Regions from separate parts of the Pan troglodytes genome. Here region 2 is linked to region 1. A link is a contact called in public HiChIP or PLAC-seq data. All regions are on one chromosome and are shown on one strand. The core of a region is the stretch at or near the end of the contact, and the rest is flanking DNA. Distances in the headings are between cores, read along the strand shown. Region 1 holds the start of CCDC112 (coiled-coil domain containing 112). Region 2 holds the start of ATG12 (autophagy related 12).

What was found. HiChIP or PLAC-seq counts read pairs in DNA pulled down with a chosen protein or histone mark.
Region 2: an H3K4me3 HiChIP or PLAC-seq map of stem cell-derived excitatory neurons shows a contact between it and region 1, with 2.9 times the contacts expected there. The contact joins the promoter of ATG12 here to the promoter of CCDC112 in region 1. A contact is called at or near these places in 1 of 7 Hi-C or Micro-C datasets (induced pluripotent stem cells) and 1 of 1 datasets of contacts at active chromatin or transcription factors (stem cell-derived excitatory neurons).

Annotation. Positions count from the first base shown.
Region 1 is chr4:113,005,070-113,011,464 of NHGRI_mPanTro3-v2.0_pri, reverse strand. CCDC112 (coiled-coil domain containing 112) reads left to right here and starts at 2,393. Exons shown (of 10, transcript XM_517884.7): 1 at 2,393-2,842. The coding sequence starts at 2,726.
Region 2 is chr4:113,547,827-113,554,221 of NHGRI_mPanTro3-v2.0_pri, reverse strand. ATG12 (autophagy related 12) reads left to right here and starts at 3,504. Exons shown (of 4, transcript NM_001251998.1): 1 at 3,504-3,673. The coding sequence starts at 3,511. It overlaps AP3S1 (adaptor related protein complex 3 subunit sigma 1), which reads right to left and starts at 3,466. Exons shown (of 6, transcript XM_001148407.8): 1 at 2,956-3,466. The coding sequence starts at 3,324.

The DNA.
Region 1 (6,395 bases), core at 1,144-3,643:
ACACCCAAGTGACTTACTTCCTCCTACTTCACACAGGGGTGGGGAGGTGGGGCCAACCATCTCCCTCCAAATCTTCCAACTACCTTGTGCTGCAACCCATGTATGTAGGACTCTCTGGCCTCCCCATAGTCCCCACCCACTACCTCCCTGTGTCAGAAGAGTCTGTGCTTCTATCAAAGACCAAACCTCCCACTTATGCTCTGGACTCCATCAGCCTTACTTTCAAGAGGGTCTGACTGCCTCTGTCCTGCAGCATCAAACTTCTGTTTCCACTAGATAATTCCCAGCAGCATGGAAAAACTCCTTCTACTAGTCCCTACCTTGAAACACAACACAACAACAAAGACCCTCTTTGATCACACATCTTTCCCCAGCTACCACTTCATTTCTCTGATCACCTGCACCACAAAATCGATCAAAATCATAGCGAAAAACACTGTTTCTACCTCGTCACCTCCATTATCTCCTCAATGCAGTCAGCCAGGCTTTGGTCTACCTACCCCATAAGCCCACGGCTTCCCTGTTGCCAAATGCAACCATCATTTCTTTGCTACCCCTTCACTCAGCCTCTAGGTAGTGAACCACACAGCTGACCATTTTCTCCTCCTCCTCCTTCTTCTTTCTTTTTCTTCTTATTTCTTCTCCTTCTTCTTCTCTTCCTCCTCCTCCTTCTCCTCCTCCTGCTTCTCCTCCTCCTGCTTCTCCTCCTCCTCCTGCTTCTCCTCCTCCTCCTCCTTCTCCTCCTCCTCCTCCTGCTCCTTCTTCTCCTCCTCCTCCTTCTTCTCCTCCTCCTCCTGCTCCTCCCTTCTCCCTTCTCCTTCTTCTCTCTTCTCCTTCTCCTTCTTCTTCTTCTCCCTTCTTCTTCTTCTCCTCCATTCTTCTTCCTTCTTCTTCTTCTCCCTTCTTCTTCTTCTCCTCCATTCTTCTTCCTTCTTCTTCTTCTCCCTTCTTCTTCTTCTCCTCCATTATTCTTCCTTCTTCTTCTTCTCCCCTCTTCTTCTTCTTCTTTTTTTTTTTTTTTTTTTTTTGTTGAGACGAAGTCTCACTCTGTCACCAGGCTGGAGTGCAGTGACACGATCTTGGCTCACTGCAACCTCCGACTCTGGTTCAAGCAATTCTCCTGCCTCAGCCTCCCGAGTAGCTGGGACTACAGACACGCGCCACCACGCCCAGCTAATTCTTGTATTTTTAGTAGAGATGGCGTTTCACCATGTTGGCCAGGATGGTCTCCATCTCCTGACCTCGCGATCCACCCACTTCGGCCTCCCAAAGTGCTGGGCGTGAGCCACCACGTCGGCCTCTTCTGCAAAAACTTCCCTCCACAGACTTCCGGTTTTCCTCCCTTCTCACAGATCTCTCCATATTGGTCCCCTTCTCCTTTTGTCCGTGGTCACCTTCTCGGAGTGGCCTAGGCTTAGTTCTCAGACTTCAATTTTTACTCACCCTGGGTGAGCTCATTCAGTCTTATCTCAAATATTTTCTATAGGAAGGTCAAATTCGTATCTTTAGCTCTCTCTCTTTCCTGGGCTCCAGAGGCGTTTATCCCGCTGCCTGTTTAATACCTCTACCAGGATGGTCTCTGGAGTCAGGCTGTCTAGATAGGTATCCTATCCTCTACCTGTGTAGCCATGTGATCCTTAACTTTATCACTGAAATGGAGATGATAATAGTACCTACTTCATGAAGTTATTTGTGAAGATTAAATGCAAAAGTGCATATAAAGCACTTATAACAGCCCTGGCATAAAGGAATTGCTCAATAAATACCTATTTGTTTACTTGTTAAAGGTGAAGGAACCTTACCTATGTGTCTAATTCAACAATGAATTCCCAAGGCCTAGAACAGTGCCTGACATATGCTGGGAGCTCCATATTGACTGACTGAATGAATCGATTTCTATAAAGGGGGAAAAGGTAGTACCTACAGAAATCAGCTCAGTTGCCACAGGTTGTCTTGACTGGAAGCGTCATCTGTGGCTTTTTTCCAACTTCCCAGCACTGTATTTTTGGAATCTGTCTTCTCATTGACCAAGTCCTAGGAATGTAACTGTGGCATTCCTGCCTCTGATATCTGGTTCTGTGTAGCAAGCTGGGTTTTTTTTCTTTAAAAATCTAAACTATGATTTATTGTTAGAATCCATTGATAATGTTTTTTCATTTAGACTCAGTCTCAGCAGCGCTAAGTAGAAACCTAGAAAGCGGATGTATATTAGGTAAAAATATGTATATATTGACTATAACACGAATAAAATTTAAGGACGATGTAAGACAATGAATTTTCTTGATAGGTATGGGACTGGGCTGGCACAGTCGGTTAAGTGCCCAAAGGGTATATAAACCCGCGACAGGGCAGAGCGCAGCCCCCGCCCCGCCCCGCCCCCACACCCGCCCGCCCCAGAACCCCAGACCCGCCCCTCCCCTGCATCCCGGCTCCGCCCGGCACCTTGCCCCTCCCTCGCCCCGCCCCTCCCCGCCTGAATCCCGGCCCCCGCCTCGCATTTCGGCCCCGCCCTGCACCCCAGTCCCGCCCCTCCCGCACCCCCACACCCCTGCACCCCCGCATCTCAGCCCCGCCCTGCATCCCGACCCCGCCCTACATCTCGGCCCCGCCCTGCATCCCGGCCAAGCCCGCAGCGCAGGGAGCTGTCTGCAGAGGCCAGGGTGCGCCTGCCACGAATCCCCAGGCACCGGTGGCCGCCGCGGCCCGAGTAGCTCGGCGGGTAAACATGGCCGCACTGACGACGGTTGTGGTAGCGGCTGCGGCCACCGCGGTAGCCGGGGCTGTGGCAGGGGCGGGCGCGCCCACCGGGACCGGCGTGGGAGCGACGCCAGCGCCTCAACAGGTAAATCCGGGAGAACCGAGAGCTGCTTTGGCGGCAGGCGAGGGGCTGCAGGCCCTGGCCGAACAGGTGCCCTCTGCAGCGCCGGCGGGAGGCGCGGCGTTCGCCTCCCCTGCTCGGGGCCTGGCACGCGCTGGGCGTTGCTCTTTGTTGGCTTGTGCGTTTAACAGCTTTTGCAGAGCCGCCTCCATGTAGTTTCGGAGTCGAGGAAGACCTGGGTGGGAACCCGGCTCTGCCGCTTCCTAGCCGCGTGATAAGAACATATGCTGTCGGCGACTCACTTTCTTCTCTAAAAATTGGGAATAGTAACATGCACCTCCCGAGCTTTGGACTAACGTTATGTCTGGGGAGCCCCTGGCACAGTGCTTGGTTGGAGGGGGACTCTGTGCTCAGTAATTGGTGGCAGCTCTGTTACTGTACCGGCGCTGGGAACACAAGGAGAAAGACAATATGGGATGGTCGGAGGCAGAGGTGTTTCCAGTGATCGGCTTAGGACCGCTTTCTAGGTGGTGAGGACAAGGTATCTTTGTTCAGATGTTATCAGCTCAGCGAGACTTTCCATGATCTCCCTAAACTGAATCCCCTTACGCGGCACACCCAGTCCCTGTTTCTGGTTTTATTTTTCCCCATAGCACTTAGTACCATATATTATATTACATATTTTATTTCTATTGTTTATGTTTCTCCTCACACCCCTCACCCTCCCTCGCACCCCCATGAGAATGTAAGCTCCATGAGGGCAGAAAGTATTGGAAATTTTATTCTTTATTGTATTCCCAGCACCAAGAACTATGCCTGTTGTGTAGTGCCTGGAACGTAGTATGCACTTACTAAATAATTTGTGGATCAATATAAACCTGAAGGAAGGCTGTCATGAGCTGAGGAGAGGTTCCATGTTTTTCCTCCTTTAAGGAAATACAGTGTCTTTACTCGTAGACCTTCAGGAAATTCCACCTACGGCAAATTTTCTCACACATCCTCTATAATTCTCTTTATTATTCTAACTCTGGCTCAAGTATCTCAGGAAAAAATATAAAATAAATAAAAATACATAATACATAAAGTATTTTTAAGTACTATGCTCAAAAAAATGTGTGACACCATGTTGCTGGCTTTCTCCATCATTTCTCTAAATTCTTGTAGCAATGTTCTATCTTCTGATCTGCATTTCTTGCGAGTTGCCTAATGTTATTATTGATGCACACTTTTGTGATGTTTGCCTTCTCAGGGGTTGGATCAGATCACCTGTGGAGCTCTTTCAGATATTTTATCAATCCCCTAGAGGATATCTAGCAATGTTTGGAGACATTTTTGGCTGTCAGAGTGGGGAGCAGGGGGGTGTTGAGGGGCTGCTAGCATCTAATGGATAGAGGCCAGAGAACAGCCACCCATAACAAAAATCGTCTGGTCCAAAAGTTAGTAGTGCTGAGATTGAGAACCATGGTGTATACTTTCTTACCACTTTAGTAGGGAAAGCAGAGCCTCATTGTTGAGAATCTACCTCAGCATAGTTAGGTAGAATTCTTCACGTGTGTTTGGGCTTTTTTAAAAAAACAAAACGAAACAATACAGAATTACTGCATGATATATTGTGATAATGTTTAGGAGTTTACATGTTATCCATTTTTGTACTTCCCCCAGCATACCACACGCACATACCTATACACACAAATTCTACAGCCTAACACCGAACTTGAATATTTGTCATATGATTAAATGAACGAATATTCCTACTGACTTTAACACTGAAACCAACTAGTATTTTCTTGAGAAGAGATAATTTTCCTGGTGGCAATCTCATGATACTAGAGATGTCTACCAAAATATCTAAAGTTCCTGTCAGCTAGGGCTTCTATAACAAAATGCTACAGACTTGGTGGCTAAAACAACAAAAGTTTATTTTCTCACAGTTCTAGAAGCTAGAAGTTCAAGATCAAGTTGCCCTTAGGGTTGGTTTCTGGTGAGGCCTCTCTTCCTGGCCTGTAGGCAGCCACCTTCTCACTGTGTCCTCACATAGTCTTTTCTCTGTTACAAGAGGAGAGAAAGAGATCTCTGGCATCTCTTCTTATAGGAACACCAGTTCTATCAAATTAGGTCCCCACCTTAATGACCTCATTTAACATAAAGGCCCCATCTCCAGATAGAGTTATTTGGGGATCAGGCCTTCTACATAGGAATTTTGAGGGAACACAATTCAGTCCATCACAGTGTCTTTAAATTACTTTGGAGTAAATATCTCTGAAGTTTTAAAACTATTTTATATTGTATTTTATTTTACAATATCCTCAGGGCATGGAATCTCATAAATTCCTCACTCATTATGAAAAGTTAACACATTTTCCATGCTTTTTAATATTTGTATATTATTTGTTCATAACCCCTCTTAGCTATTGCCTTTCAAAACTGAAGACCACAAATGTCTATCCTCCTCTCCAATGTCATTTCCTTCTTGTTACCAGCTGTTCTCTTGATCATTGTAGTTGCTGAATTATGACTTTTTTGAAGTATCTTTAACAGTATCACATTAGTGTGATGCTGGTTTTGTACCAGCATAAGGCTCTGTCTTGTGTTTTGTTTCTAAGGACCTTCCCTCTGATGACCTGAATTTTATGTTCCTTGGCTGCCTGAAATAACCCTTCAATAATAACTATTTTCACCTGTGACTGTGTACTCTTACATAATAAAAGGGACTTTGCAGGTGTGATTAAGATAAATTAAATACCTTAATTATCTGAGTGGACCTGGTATAATCACAAAGGTCCTTATAACAGAGTCGCAGGAAGATCAGAGTCAGAAGTAGGAGATGTGATGATGGAAGGAAGAGGATGGAGTGATGTGAGGAAGGGGCCATTAGCCAAGGAATTAAGGTGGTTCTAGATGCTGGAAAAAAAGGTAAGGGGGTGGATTCTTCCCTGAAGCTTCCAGAATGAATGTAGCCCTACTAACACCTTTGTTTTAATTAACATTATTTTTAATTGACAAATCATAATTATATACATTTATGGGGTACAATGTGATGTTTTGATATATGTATACAATGTGGCATGATTAAACCTGGCTAATAATTAACATATCTATCACCTCACTTATTTTTTTCTGGTGAAACATTTGAAATTTACTCTGTTATTTTGAGATACACAATACATTATTACTGAGTATAGTTAACCTACTGTGCAGTAGATCTCAAAACATTCCTCCTGTCTATCTGAAACTTTGCACCGTTTGACCAACTCCCTATTTCCTTCCTTGCCCTCCCCACCAGCCTCTGGCAACTATTGTTCTACTCTGTGTTAGATTCCACGTGCAGTTTAAGTGAGATTATACAGGATTTGCATCTCTGTTTCACTTAGCGTAATGTCCTCCAGGTTCACACTTTGATTTTAGACTAGACCTCCAGAACTATAAGGCAATAAATTTGTGTTGTTTAAGCCACTGCACTTATGGTGAGTTTGTTACAGCAGCAATAGGAGACACCAGGAAAGACCTAAGAAGCTCTCAGTCCTCATCCTTGTTTGTCTTTGAAACACTGTGCTGGCAGAAAGTAAATACTAAGGTA
Region 2 (6,395 bases), core at 2,255-4,754, 540 kb before region 1:
TAGTGAAGGACTACATTTTAAGAGATAGAAGGAAACTCAGCAAGTTAACTAATCCCAACTCTATCCCAAGCTAGGAGATTCTAAATAAAGGCATTTAGCAAAGAGTTAGAGAGTTTTCTATGTTCAAGACTCAGTGTTGACTGCTTAGAATGACAAAAATATACCTAAAATCTGATACGTTCCTTCAAGTATTCTATAGGATGGCTGCCACGAGGAATTATAGGCTGTGAACGAGAATACTGTGTCATAACAAAGATGAAAAAAATCCTAAAAACCATGAGGAGGCTTTGAGCAAGATCAAAGGCTTCACGGAATGTTTAGGTGATGTTTGTGCTGGGCCTAGAACAAGGGGTTGAATTTGTACACGTGGCAATGGAAAGGAAGGACATTCCAGGCAGCAAGAATAGAATGACGCCCTACACAAACAGACACTTCCAACTAATGTTCCCTTACACAGTCTGCTCCTGCTATGTACAAGTTCCTGGGGTTCTTCAAACAGGCGCTCTCCTCAGGGTTTTTGCATTTGCTGCTCCTTCTACCCGGGATGCTCTTCCCCCAGATAACTGCAAGGCTGCCTTTCTTACCTCCTTCAAGTCTTTGCTCAAATGCCACCTTCTCAGTGAGAACTTACCAGACTACCCTATTTTAAACTGTCATCCTCTCACTCTCTAAGACTCTTACCCGCTTTATTTTTTTTTCCACAGCACATAATACTATCTGGCATGCTATAATATAGCCTACTCCTTAATAGCGCTATGTTTCTCACACAAGAGTGAAAGTTATCTGTTCATCTTCAGATTTTAAAACAGTGCCTGCACATGGTAGGCATAAATTAAATTTATCCGTTGACAAACTGATGGAATGAATGACTGAAAAAAAATAACTGCCCTCAAAAAGGTTATGGTCTAGTGGAGTAAGCAAATGTATAAATAAATAATCTTAAATTATTCCTGAAAGACAAAAAAACACTCAGCAAAACCCAACTTATAGAAACTTAATACACAGAAACAACTTCTCATACTCCACTTATACACGGCCAGTGACCACCAGATTCTTCTTTTTATATCTTCTAGCTCTGTGCCCTCAGTGGCACTGTCACTCATACAATGGCCAAAAATGCCACCAGAGCTGCCACTCCTGCCACAACTGCCACTTCCCACATTAACCGTCACTGCTACCTAGTAAGTGATGGTAAACAATACTTTGTTCCCACTTTTGGACAAGGGAAAGACAGATTCCTGAGTTTCTAAATTAAATGCATTTTTCAATAGATAGTTAAATTATACACTATACGAGTAGTATACACCGATTATATGGATTAGCCAGGAAACCCACTATTTTGAATATTGCTTAAGTTTAGATATGGAAAAATAATTTTTTGAATTGTTTTACTATTGCAACATACCTTTTTTACACTGCAAATGGATGACACTGGCAAAATGGTTATGACAAAGACTCCTTCAATAAAAGCTGGTACAATATTTTAACAAACAGGTAAAGTTAATGGCATTTTTTCCCATTCGAGAGGATCAACTAGAATTTAATCTGGATTAAAGAATGATGTAGAATTTTTAAACAGACCATTAGTATTCAAGTTATACTAAATTAAAACCACACACGAGTAGCAGAAAATATTCTTTATAGCTAGCAAAAGCAAAACAACTGAAAAAAATGATGAATAAGCTCAAGATTTCTCACTTCAACTAACACCTCCAGACTGCATTATCATTTTAGGCAAACTGACATTTTCACATTTACTTTGTAATGGCAAGATTGATTTCCATCTGGGACTTATCTGCATAAAAGTGTTAGCCTTGGCACAATTTCAAAACTGAATTGAAAGCTCATTTCTTGCTATAAGCAAAGTGCCACAATACCACACAACAGTTATACCTCACATTAATCCTACCACTGGGAGTCCAATTTTATGTGTTTCAGCTAGCGAATTCTGCCCTCAGATAAGCACATAACTCTATAAAACCCTTCCTCGATCATCAACAAATCACTTATCTCTACTACCTTAATGCCTCCTGCACTTGTCCATACTAAACAGTATTTACACGTCTAAAAGAGAAGTTCTACAAATGCTACTATTCTTCATAAATAGAAAAAAACTATAAATGAGGGCAAATTCCCATACGTGGAAAAATGCCAAACCAGAAGCTGAAATCATAACTTTTAGGTATAGAACCACAGCTCCAATCAGTCAACTACAAACGTCGCCGGTTACTTCGAGGGTAAATAATTTGCAGCCAGCTGGTAAAAAGCCTGATAAAAATATTAGGTCCTCACATATCTTCCTTTTCAATAAGGAGACACCTGAAAGTCACACTGGGGAGTCTGTCACGTATCGAAACATACAGAAGAGAGACTGTACAGAACATGCAGTTATCTATCAAACGCAGGAAGCCAAAGTTCCTGCGCTATGAGAGGATCACAGTGAAAAACGGTAGCCCATCTGTCCAAAGAACAGAAAGAAGTCCACCTGGAAAGGATGGGAGTCGGCGGAGGGGGGCGAGAAGAACGAGTTCCACGCCGTCTTCCTCCTCCCGGGCTAACTGCAGCCGCGGGCGGCAGGAAGGCAGCCGCGCGGGGTGGGCTCTTGGGGACGGGGCGCAGGGCTCCGCGGCGCGGCTGGGCTGCGGCTGCCCGATCGGCGAGGGCCGGGCGCCGGGAAGTCTCCAAGGCCTCGCCCGCGCAGCCAGGAAAGCATGCAGCCCACCGACGGGCGGAGGAACCGCCCGGGCAAAGCCACGTCGGTGGCTGACCGCGCGGCAAGGAGGTGGGCACCCTGTCCACACCCACCGGGAGGCTGACAGCTGGCGAGCGCCAGGCGGCCGGGACGCGACAAGGGCCGCAGCGCGCCGGAGGGGGTCGCTCTGAGAAAGCCGCGCTGGGCGCTGCCCGTCGCCAACGACTCCCCCTCGCCCGGATCAGCGGCGGCTGGATACTCACGTAGGGCTGGTAGAACTTGGAGAGCCGCGGCTTCCCGTGGTTGTTGAAGATTAGGATCGCCTTGATCATGGCTGTGCCGGGCCGACCGGGTGGGCACTGGGGGCCAGGGCGGGGGCGGGCGCGCGGGCCTCGCCTCGTAATCTCGCCTGCGATCCTTCCCCACCCGCCCCCTCCCGCACGCGACCGCGCGCGCTCCCGAGCCGTCGGGCGGGGCCCAAGGGGCGGGGCCTGGGCGAGGCAGGCACTAAGGAAAGCGGAAACATTTCTAGGTCCGAGCCAGCGGCCTAACGGGAGTGTGCGCATTCGACCGAGCACGGACACGTTGCCCACCGCTCCTCTCCCGAGGTCTGTAGTCGCGGAGAAACACATGTTGCGTTACTAACGTTCAGAGGTCTGCGACAGCTTCGATTTGAATGACTAGCCGGGAACACCAAGTTTCACTGTGTAATTGCGTCCCCCTACTCCGGCGCCTCCTTTGCGACGCTCCCTGGAGAAAAAGCACGCCCACTGCACGCGCTCAGTCGCTACTTCCGCTCTCGAGTCTTTCCAAGCAAGATGGCGGAGGAGCCGCAGTCTGTGTTGCAGCTTCCTCCCTCAAGTGCTGCTGGAGGGGAAGGACTTACGGATGTCTCCCCAGAAACAACCACCCCGGAGCCCCCGTCTTCCGCTGCAGTTTCCCCGGGAACAGAGGAACCTGCTGGCGACACCAAGAAAAAAAGTAACTGAATTTATTTCCGGGCAGAGAGGCGGGAGGTTCAGATTGCATCCGACTAGGGGTGGCGGCCAGTAAAGAAGCAAAATTTAGAGGAGCGCCTGTCCTAGACCTGCATTTTGACCAGTCATCAGAAGAAAAGAAGTGTACTTTTTGATTTTTAAGGCCTTTAAGTTGAGTGTTAAAGTACCATCTCTGTCTGTCGGTGTAGGGCCTGATACTTGGCTGCCACACTTAATTTTATACTGTATTTTTTGAGTTGGCCATACTGCGAGCTCTTTGAAGGAAGGAGGGAGCTGAGTGGGGGGGGGGTGGTCTCGGTAATTCCAGGTACTTAACACAGGAGCTAATTATTTGAGTAATGTTTTATGGTGTAGGGATGGTCATTGGCAAAGCCTGGATTAGCATTCACGCCTTCCAATTTAACTCGCTTTTGCTTTTTTCCCCCTCCCAGTTGGTTGTGAATTCACTCCTTAAACCAAAAACCAAATTCTTAACGCAAAATGAAGACTGCTAAGGGAAAGCTAAAGGCATAGATGTTACCTTTTTAAGAAACACATTTTGGAACCTTTGTGAGTTATTTCATTGCTTGAGCCAGCTATCCTCAACCCTTTATTGCTTGAGAATGTTTCCCTTTGTAAAAGAGATTGCTAACTTACGTGTTCTAAAGCACTCTGTGTAGAGTTAGAGTTGCCTATGGGAAAAGCAGCATATAAGCATCCTCGATTCAGAGAGGCTGATTTCGTCCTTAGACGTTTTCCCCGTTCTGTCTTAAGATGACAGTGGTCTCTGGCCGGGCGCGGTGGCTCACGCCTGTAATCCCAGCACTTTGGTAGGCTGAGGCGGGTGGATCACCTGAGGTCAAGAGTTCGAGACCAGCCTGGCCAACATGGTAAGACTCCATCTCTACTAAAAATATAAAAGTTAGCTGGGTGTGGTGGCGCGCGCCTGTAATCCCAGCTACTCGGGAGGCTGAGGCAGGAGAATCGCTTGAACCCGCGAGGCGGAGGTGGCAGTGGGCGGAGGTCTCGCCATTGCACTCCAGCCTGGACAACAAGAGCGAAACTCCGCCTCAAAAAAAAAAAAAAAAAAAAAAAAAGACATTGGTCTCATTGCCTTTTCTTCAACTTCTGCTACTGTGGAGGATAATTCTCTCCCAAGACTGCCCCCCTTCCCCCTTTATATCAGACTCCCATTTCCACGTGATGCACTATGAGTATTTCCATGGATAGCCACTAGAATCTTCAAAATAATTCTGCAGGTTTTACAGTGTTTTGTTGCATTTTTTCTTCCAATTTACTATAGGCAAGAGCGGACTTCCGGAGATTCTTTTTAAGGTCTAACAGTCTTAGTCAAAACTTGTTACTGGACTCTGATGATAGCTGTGTAAAACAAAAGCTAAAAAAAATGGCTTACAATCTAAATATTGCCCGAGGGCATATTTTCTTGGTCTGGACAGTATTTTTTTGCAAATTGAACTGTCATTTAAGGATGAGATTTTTATTTTCTGGCTCTTGTTAGCATTTGAGTTTGCCTCTCCAATATAAAACTTAGTTTCTAACTATTCCTACCTTGTGGTTGTCATCATTTGTTGAGGATAATATGATGAAAGCAGCTTAACTGTTTTGTATCCTCAGCCTTTGTTTTAATCTACAGAAGAAAGATTGTTGAAACAGACCAAGGTTTTGGCACTGGAGGTATGTTAGGTTTCCTGGGGAGTAAGTGTTTCCCTAGTTGATTCTAATGTGCATCCGGGTTCAGAACTACAAGCAAATCACCTTTAAAATTAAAAAGAGAGGGCAGCTGTAATTAAATTATTTTCCTTCTCTAGTTTCTCACTGTCTTACACTTCATCCTTGGTAGCATAACTCATGATATTTCCTGCTTCACTTTCTGGAAATGTTTAATTGCATTAATCGATTTATTGATATCCCCAGGGGATTTGAGGGAGCAGTGAAGGGAGGTATGAAAGATAGGCTAACTAAAATCCCACGTTATCTCCAAATTCATTCCTATTCCCAAGATAACTGGACCTAGGATAATTAAGTAGTTCTTTAGTAGGAAGATAAAGTGTGCATACATCATGTGTTCTAGATGCGTTCATTCCAGGAGTAAACTTGAATAAAATGACCTCTGATCTTTTGGCCCCAATATTTAATATCAAAAGAATGGAGCAAGAAGGGTGTAATAGAATAGAGTTAACTTTAGGGGGCAGCAATACACTATTTTGCTTTCAATGTGTCTTGCTTTTTGACTGTAGATTTTTTTTTTTTTTTTTTTTTTTTTGAGAGGATGTCTCAGTCTGTCACCCAGGCTGGAGTGCAGTGGCTTAATCTCGGTTCACTGCAACCTCCGCGTCCCGGGTTCAAGCTATTCCCCTGTCTCAGCCTCCCAAGTAGCTGAGATTACGGGCATGCACCACCACGCCTGGCTAAGTTTTTGTATTTTTAGTAGAGACGGGGTTTCAGCATGTTGGCCAGGCTGGTCTTGAACAAGAAGTTGGAAGGGGACTGGGCCCTCTTGAACTCCTGACCTCAAGTGATCCTCCTGCCTCGGCCTCCCAAAGTGTGGAGATTACTGGCGTGAGCCACCGCGCCCAGCCAGATGTATGTTTGTTTTGTTTTGTTTTAGCAAATAACTTTATGTCTGAGAGACAGATTCATAGGGTTTGGGTTTGCATATCTGTGTTTTGGATCGTTGAAACCTTAAGATTTCTCTTTCTGCAACT